Linked DNA regions of Columba livia: region 2 is linked to region 1. The links are chromatin contacts, called in public Hi-C maps. All regions are on one chromosome and are shown on one strand. Each heading gives the region's core, a stretch centred on a gene start, on an enhancer-like site or on the middle of the called end of the contact. The rest is flanking DNA. Distances are from core to core; before and after follow the strand shown. Region 1 overlaps CGNL1 (cingulin like 1). Region 2 overlaps MYZAP (myocardial zonula adherens protein).

Region 1 (3,576 bases), core at 729-3,228:
GTTCTGAAGAAAGAGGCCTTTAATAATATCATTAAAGATTTCTGAAAGAACTGACATATGAAATTATAGGTTCTGTAAAAAAGACTTATAATAAACCAGAAAAGTAGAGAATAAGGCTTGATGACTGAAAAAGTAACAAGAGCATCCATGGTCGAGTAGTCAGTATGCAAATTTTTGATAAGTGCATGGAAAGGAATATGGTGATGTGGCTGTCTTAGAATATCACAGCCTAGACAGTGTTCTTTGCCTTAGTTTTACATTCTGAAAGATGTGAAACTGATGCCTAGCTCATTACAGTATGTCTACTACTGTAGCTTTACTTTAAGTACTGTACCTCATTAGTAATTTCCTGCAAGTCCAGGAGGCAGTTTGCATGGAGGCACAATCCATAGTAGTCTGTTCTGCTTTCATTTATCTCTCTTTCTTCAGAAAACAAGAATTGCTGACATTCTTTCTAATAGCTTTAATTTCAGAGGGAGAACCAAGAGCAAAATCTTTGTTTCTATGTCTTTTCAATGAAATTCTATCTCTCACTTAGACAGCTGGAGAGTTTTAAAGTGAGTTAGAGCTCAGCTTTCCTCATGCATCCTTCAAACAGCAAGGCACCATTACTATGTTTTCGGACTCAGGTTACTGAGATTTTATTTGATCGCCATATAGTCTTTTTGCTCTTATTCCATTGATATTGTACAGACTCTGAGTCAGTGAGTGAAATAGAACGTAAAGGACCCATAACAATGTGGGGTCATGCTATTGTTGACTTAGGAAGCCTTTAATACTGGAGTCTATCCCTGTGCTGTAAGCCTGGGATAAAAGAACTTTAGTCATAGCCGCACCAGTGGGTACTATGGCAAGTTAATTTGCTAACTGAATGGAACCCTAAAATACAGATGGGTGACCAAAATGTTACATAATGGGTAAAAGATGTGTTTATTTTGAGGTCTGGAGTTCCTCATTTCACACATGAGTTACAAGGGTTGCTTTGTTTTGATTTCATGCCAGAATGACTAAGTAGTCAAATTACTAAAGTATTTCAGGGTCTGCTAAGCATTTATAATGACATGAGAAATCATAATGGATTTGTTTTGGTAATATCTGTATTTCTGTAATTTTTTTATTATAAATGTGTTATTTTAATATACTGATAATGAACTATAATACTCAACATTCTAGTAAAAACAAATTGAAACAACTGTTTCTATTTTATATAAAGTTAATTGTTTGAATAAACATTGGCACATTTCATTTACCATGAAATGTTATACTTTTTAATTTAAACACCCTTTTGAATCTGGGAATTTCTGCGTGAGACACTGTTCTCATCTTCCCTGTCTCATTCTCCAGAAATACCACAAGCAAGTAGAAATAACAATAAATATTGGAGGGAAAGGTGGATCATATTCTATTAGTTTTTAAACAATAAGGTATTAGCAACTGTGGAAAGAGCAAAATGGTCAACAAACAGACAATACACACGCACACAGAAAGCTGGAGCGCTCAGCTGTTCTTTTGTGTCTCAAAGTGAGCAAGGACAGGGCACTTTTTATTACGTGATGGGCTTTCTTCCTACAAACAAGTGAAATGAAGTACCTCTTGCCATTTGTTTTTGCAAACATAATTGAAAAATACTTAAGATACCACCCTCATAAATTCTTGTCTTCTGTGAAAATGCAAACATGAGTCTATTGACTTCAGAGTTGTTTGCAATAAGTGTGAAAAATGGACTAGTTAGTTTCCGTGACAATTTTAGAATAAATACAGAACGGAAAAAATGTAGTGACCTTGTAATTCACTTCCTTTTGGTGAAGTGTTCCCAATGGCCAGCTGTATACCTGCTCTTTAGCTGGTACCAGCTGTGGGAAGCAGACAAATGAAAATGTGGACATGAAGGTTGCTTTTTAGTTAGGAAGGATCAAAGGGGTTTAGCTTGGCTTTAGCTTGTTTGTTTGCTAAACACAAGGGGTTTTGGTCACATACTTGAGAACTGTGTGTGTAGGTCTATATAAATATAGACAGATGGATTTCTCCCCCCCCCCACACTTAGATATTAAAAAGCAACATAGGCTGTGAACCTAGTGCAAGATGGTAAGCAAAGGTGATAGCATCTAAAATATTATTAGAACTCAAATTACATTCACTCATAATGAACTCAACAGCTGCTTTTAATCCTAAAGCTGGCACAAAGAACTATTATGTCTAATAAACCTTTGTAAAACCTGATACTATTGCTTTTCTCAATTCTTTGTCGTTAGCATTCTTCAGATCCAACTGTGATAACTGTTGCCTTAAGCTGCAGAAATGGTTTATTGTTTTAAGAGAATGTATTAGATATAGGAAAGGTAGAATGTGCAGCACAAAGTCCCACATGGTACATACCCAGAGCCTATCTTAGCTGCTGTGAAAAGTTTGAGCACATTTTGGCAGACAACTGCTTTTTTCCTTTGTGCATACTAATTATGTGTTTACTAATGAATAGTGCAAGGGGATAAGTGAAAACAGTTTCCACCTCCCGCAGCAAGAACTGTGTCCTGCTGCCCTTCTCTTCTTATAATCTTGTATATATTTGCACGTAGCTTCCTGATCCTAATCAGATACAGTACTTTTTCTCTCTCCCACTGTTTTTCTGTGAGGTTGCTTTTACCATGAGATGTCCAACAACAGTGGCAGTCATCTTGGAAATATGATAATTGTCCTCTAAATAATTCCCTAATGTGAGATCTTGGGAAGGTTGCACAAATTTGTCACAGCCTTTGAGCACAGTGAGAGCACAGTAGAACTTCAGAGTGGTCCATTAGGCAAGTTCCTACATAAAACAACAACCCTTTCTTCAGTTAACAGTTGCATTTTTAATTAGTCGTTCCTTTTACTACAAATTTTGCTTGATTTTTTTTTTTTCCCCATGTCTGTCTTAATAGCTAAAGCGATTACAGTGGAATAAATTCTATGTAATTCTCACATTATAACTTTTTCATATATTTAATGAATAAATGCAGCTATTGTATATATGAGTGATTCAATTTTTTTATATATAAAATAATATTTTACTATAAAACATATAAACCACCGTTATTATTATTAGGTTTCTATGTGACAATGAGAGCTTTTAGGAAATTACCCAGCTGTTGAGAGCACAGCCACCTGCTAACGTTTGTAGTACAGTAACTGTTATGACCTTAGGTTTCAGGAATGCCTTTTACTGTTTTGAAACTATACTGTGACATAACATATGCAACTGCATGCATTGCTGCCATTGTTTGTATTCATATATTCATTTCAAAGCTACAGAAACAGTGTAGATGACTTCTTTTAAACATGTGATTAACTAAAAATATATCATTTAATATTATGGTGTGGTAAAAAAAAGGCCTAAGGTAAAATTTCATGTGCAGTACTTGTTTAACCTTCACATTCTTAGCATTGCTTTTGATTTTTTTGTATGCAAGAATTCCCAGTGGCTTTTGAAATACCTTTAGTGAGATAAATCTGTAACTTAGAGCTGCTTAGCTGTGATGGTGCATTTATGCAAGTCCATGTGTAACTCTTGTAAAGCAGGGAAGAATGCTGTGACCACTGAAA
Region 2 (3,576 bases), core at 652-3,151, 79 kb after region 1:
AGTGACCATCTATGAGGTTACAATATTCTGTACAGGTGTGTGTGGTGTGTAGGCATACTGCCATAATCTGACAGTTGCTTTTCATATATAAACCAGTATGCTGATCGATACAAGCATATATAGCATTGCTTTTTAAGTGTTTGGGGCTTTTCTTAGATAAATAAGGTTAAAGGAAGAGTTATTTTCTTTGAATTAAAGAAAATAAAGTTAATTATTACAAAGATGCATCATGTCATGTTGATACCATTTTCTCTGTTATTTTGGGGGTGGTTTATTTTGTGCATGTGGCTTGATTTTTCTCCTGCCCCACAATATTTCCACCTAGAAGCAGAGAAACTGTAAAAGTAGAGTTTTTTCCCCTCAAAACCTACTTTCTAAAGTCTCTTTCGCACCTTTTCCAAATAAAAAGACGTACGAGGAAATGGGAAAAGTGCAACAGAAATGATACCTGTAACAGAAAAGAAGCAAGGATGTTAGTTTTAATGCAAATTTTGGGCAGACTCAGATATTTCTGACAGGAAATTTTTTCACCTGAAAAAAATGTAGCCAGTTGTCCTTCATGGCCATCTCCCCTGACATGTCATATGAGTAGAATACATCAGTTGAATTGTAACTGGCACTGATAAAACAGAAAACACTAAAAATTCAGGCATAAGTATCTGTTGCAATGTTCCTTGTAATGGGAATCTGTATTAGAATAGGTTACTTAGTTATTTGAATACCTTTCTTTTTTGCTACACTATATACGAAGGTGAATTATTCCAGTGTCACATCTTTGCGTTGTTTGTTTGGTTTTTTTAATGTGGTTTATTCTTTTTTGTTAGAATACCTGATTTTTTTTTTCATTGTCATTCTAATAATTTAATTGTCTTTTAGAAATTACACTAAATTGCTTAGTAATTCCAGCCATGCTATTGCAGAATAAATTAATATTTAACTCTAGACATCTAGTGACAGAAAACAGACTGACTGAAAACTGTATCTAATAATAGCCCTTGAGATAATGTCCTAAGTGAGGAAGTTATTTAAGAAATCATTAAACAACCCCAAACCAACCAGCCAACACCACAAACCAAACCACAGTTTTGTGTCCTCTATCAGTGGGTGATCTCCTGGTGAGAACGCCCTCACGGATCTCCCACGGGAGGTGATCGAGGTTGTGTGTAACAGACATTGAAGTGGTCTCTTCAGCTAGTCCCTTAGCTTGTTTTTTTCACCCTGGTCATGGTATTTATTCCATGGGTAGCTGCCTATTTGATTAATCTAATTTCCCCCGGCCCTCAGCCACCTTCCAGCTGAGCAAACAAGGGGCGGGCAGCTTAAAATGCTTCCCCCTCCGGGGTACCCCTCTGTTCATAAAACAATCTCTGAGAAATGGGCCTCTTCAGCCTTACTTAGATCACGAAACCTCCCCTGAGCTCAGCTTTAAAAGGCGGACATCTGCCACCGGGGAACTGCCTTATTCCTTTGAGCTGGGCTTGCTAGAGCTCATGGCACTTAGCAGAGTGTGGAGTAAGCAGGCCGATGTTATATTACAGCCTGAATTTTTATCTTCAGTCTCTGTATGACATGTGAACACGTTAAAAATAAACACCATGTAAAGAAAACTTTAACAGATCTCTAAAAATTAAACCCTGAGTCGTAAATAGAAAGTGATGCTCTGCTAAAAGCTACTAAAACACAGGGAAATGGCACGGTGTTCATCTCTGAAAATGCAAATTAGTTAACGTTAGCAACATGTAAGCCTTTGCTGCTTTTTGAACATAGTACAGGACAGCATCGAGTTGGATAACAGCGAGCCTCTGCCCCGCACAGCTTCTCATGCCCAGCCCAGCGTGAGGATGTTTCTTGAATCAAACTCAATTTCTACACGAAGGATTTTGTGATGTGGGGATTACCCTGAGCGTAACGCACCCACTGCCCGGCGCAACAGATGCCTGAGCCCACGGAAAACAAACGCCTGACGTTATTTTAGACGTGCGTGGTGGTACTGACTCCCTACCCTCGGGGTGACTCCCTGTCCTGCCCCCTCCCGTCCCTCGGAGGTTCCTCCCGATCGCCCCGCTCAAGAGCGGCCGTGTCGGCTTCGCGTTCCGACCAAGTCGGGCCCTGCCGGCTGCCGTCGCTTCCGGTAAGATGGCGGCCTCCGGGTTGCTGCGGAAGCGGCGCCGCGGGGCCCGGGCGGCTGCCCCGCTGAGAGGCGGCGCGGGGCGCCATGGCCGCGGCGGGCGGCGGCGTGCGGGGCCGGAGCCTCCCCGAGCTGCGGGAGATGCTGAAGCGGCAGCAGCGGCTGCTGGCGGACCGGTGAGGAGAGACGGGCGCCGAGGAGCGGGTCGGGCCTCCCGCCCGTTTCGCCGTCCCCGCGGCGGTGGCAGCGGCCGAACCGCTTCCCCTCGTTTGGCGGCGTTGGGGGCTCATGGAGCCGCACGGACCGCGCGGGGCCTCCCGGCTTCTGCCGCCGCAGCGGGGGGGGCGGGGCTGCCGGGCCTGGCGCGGCCCCCGGGCCCTTTGTCACACGCCCGGCGGTGACAGTGAAAACCCGCCTGGACGCCTTCCTGTGTAACCTCACCTGGGTGTTCCTGCTCCGGGGGCGACCGGGCTGGATGAGCTTTCCAGGTCCCTCCCATCCCTGACACTCTGGGGTCCTGTGCCCGGGCACAGCCGGGGGACAGCGCTCCGATGATGCACCTGTGTGGGTTTACTTGCTGCGGGTTGTCATCCCTGGGCGGCTGTTTCTGGGCATGCAGACAGAAAAAACGGTGTACACCACTTCGGTGAAATATTTATTACTAAATATTTACACGTTGCACTTTTCAGACTAGCAGTTATATCTTTGAGCAGTAAGAACGTAATAGTTGCTTTATCACAATATACATTTGAGGCTGCAGGCCCTTTGCATCTTAATGCTTTTCAGAAATCTAGTATGTAGATCAGAAATAACATTAGAATGAGAAACCTGCCACAGTAGCTATTCTCATAAAATAGTTCTGCACATCAAATTGAAATGGGATTGTTTATACCCTGTTTTGTTTTGTTTGTTGTAGGAAATTCATTGCTAGGCTTCCAGATAAGGGTAAGAAGATCTCTGATTTTGCTGAAAAGCTGACGCTTGCCATTTTACAAGAGGAAGAATTAGCAAGGACGGCTGAGCTGTTATCTGCTGTCAGGTTGGAGTTTCAGGTGAAACAGGAGGAGATTAATACCAGCAAACATCAAGTTATTCTAAATGAGGACACACAAACCTGTGAAAATTCCTCAATCTTTAATGAAAAGTCTAATATTAAAGAAGTTTCTTCGATTGCGTCCCAAGGGCAGGAGGCAGAATGTATTGAGCAAGATGCTACAAGTACAACTCTGAAAAATCAAAGGACTCAGGGGAAAAATGGTAAAGACAAGACCGTTACAAAAGATCAGAATCTTTTCTGTGAAGTTGTCTCCAATCCAGCCACGAGCAGTTGTCTGGAAAATGATCAGCAGGTATCTCCGAGCCATCCTGAGCATGGTACAGAAAGTACAGCTGCTTCAGACAACAGAAAAGATGCACTGGTTGATGCCTTTCAAAAAGTTAAAATTGTA

The links. A called contact is a pair of places that touch in the nucleus more often than the background predicts.
Region 2: a Hi-C map of crop shows a contact between it and region 1, with 3 times the contacts expected there. The contact joins two enhancer-like sites. A contact is called at or near these places in 2 of 2 Hi-C or Micro-C datasets (crop and liver).

The regions. Positions count from the first base shown.
Region 1 is chr11:14,250,398-14,253,973 of bColLiv1.pat.W.v2, forward strand. All of the region lies in intron 15 of CGNL1 (cingulin like 1), which reads left to right. Among named protein-coding and RNA genes, the nearest start is that of MYZAP, 28 kb to the right of the region's middle. Within about 2 kb of position 1,979, at least 2 of the 3 cell types and tissues checked have an H3K27ac peak away from gene starts, as active enhancers do.
Region 2 is chr11:14,329,905-14,333,480 of bColLiv1.pat.W.v2, forward strand. MYZAP (myocardial zonula adherens protein) reads left to right here. Exons shown (of 15, transcript XM_065076018.1): 13 at 3,045-3,576. Among named protein-coding and RNA genes, the nearest start is that of MYZAP, 51 kb to the left of the region's middle. Within about 2 kb of position 1,902, at least 2 of the 3 cell types and tissues checked have an H3K27ac peak away from gene starts, as active enhancers do.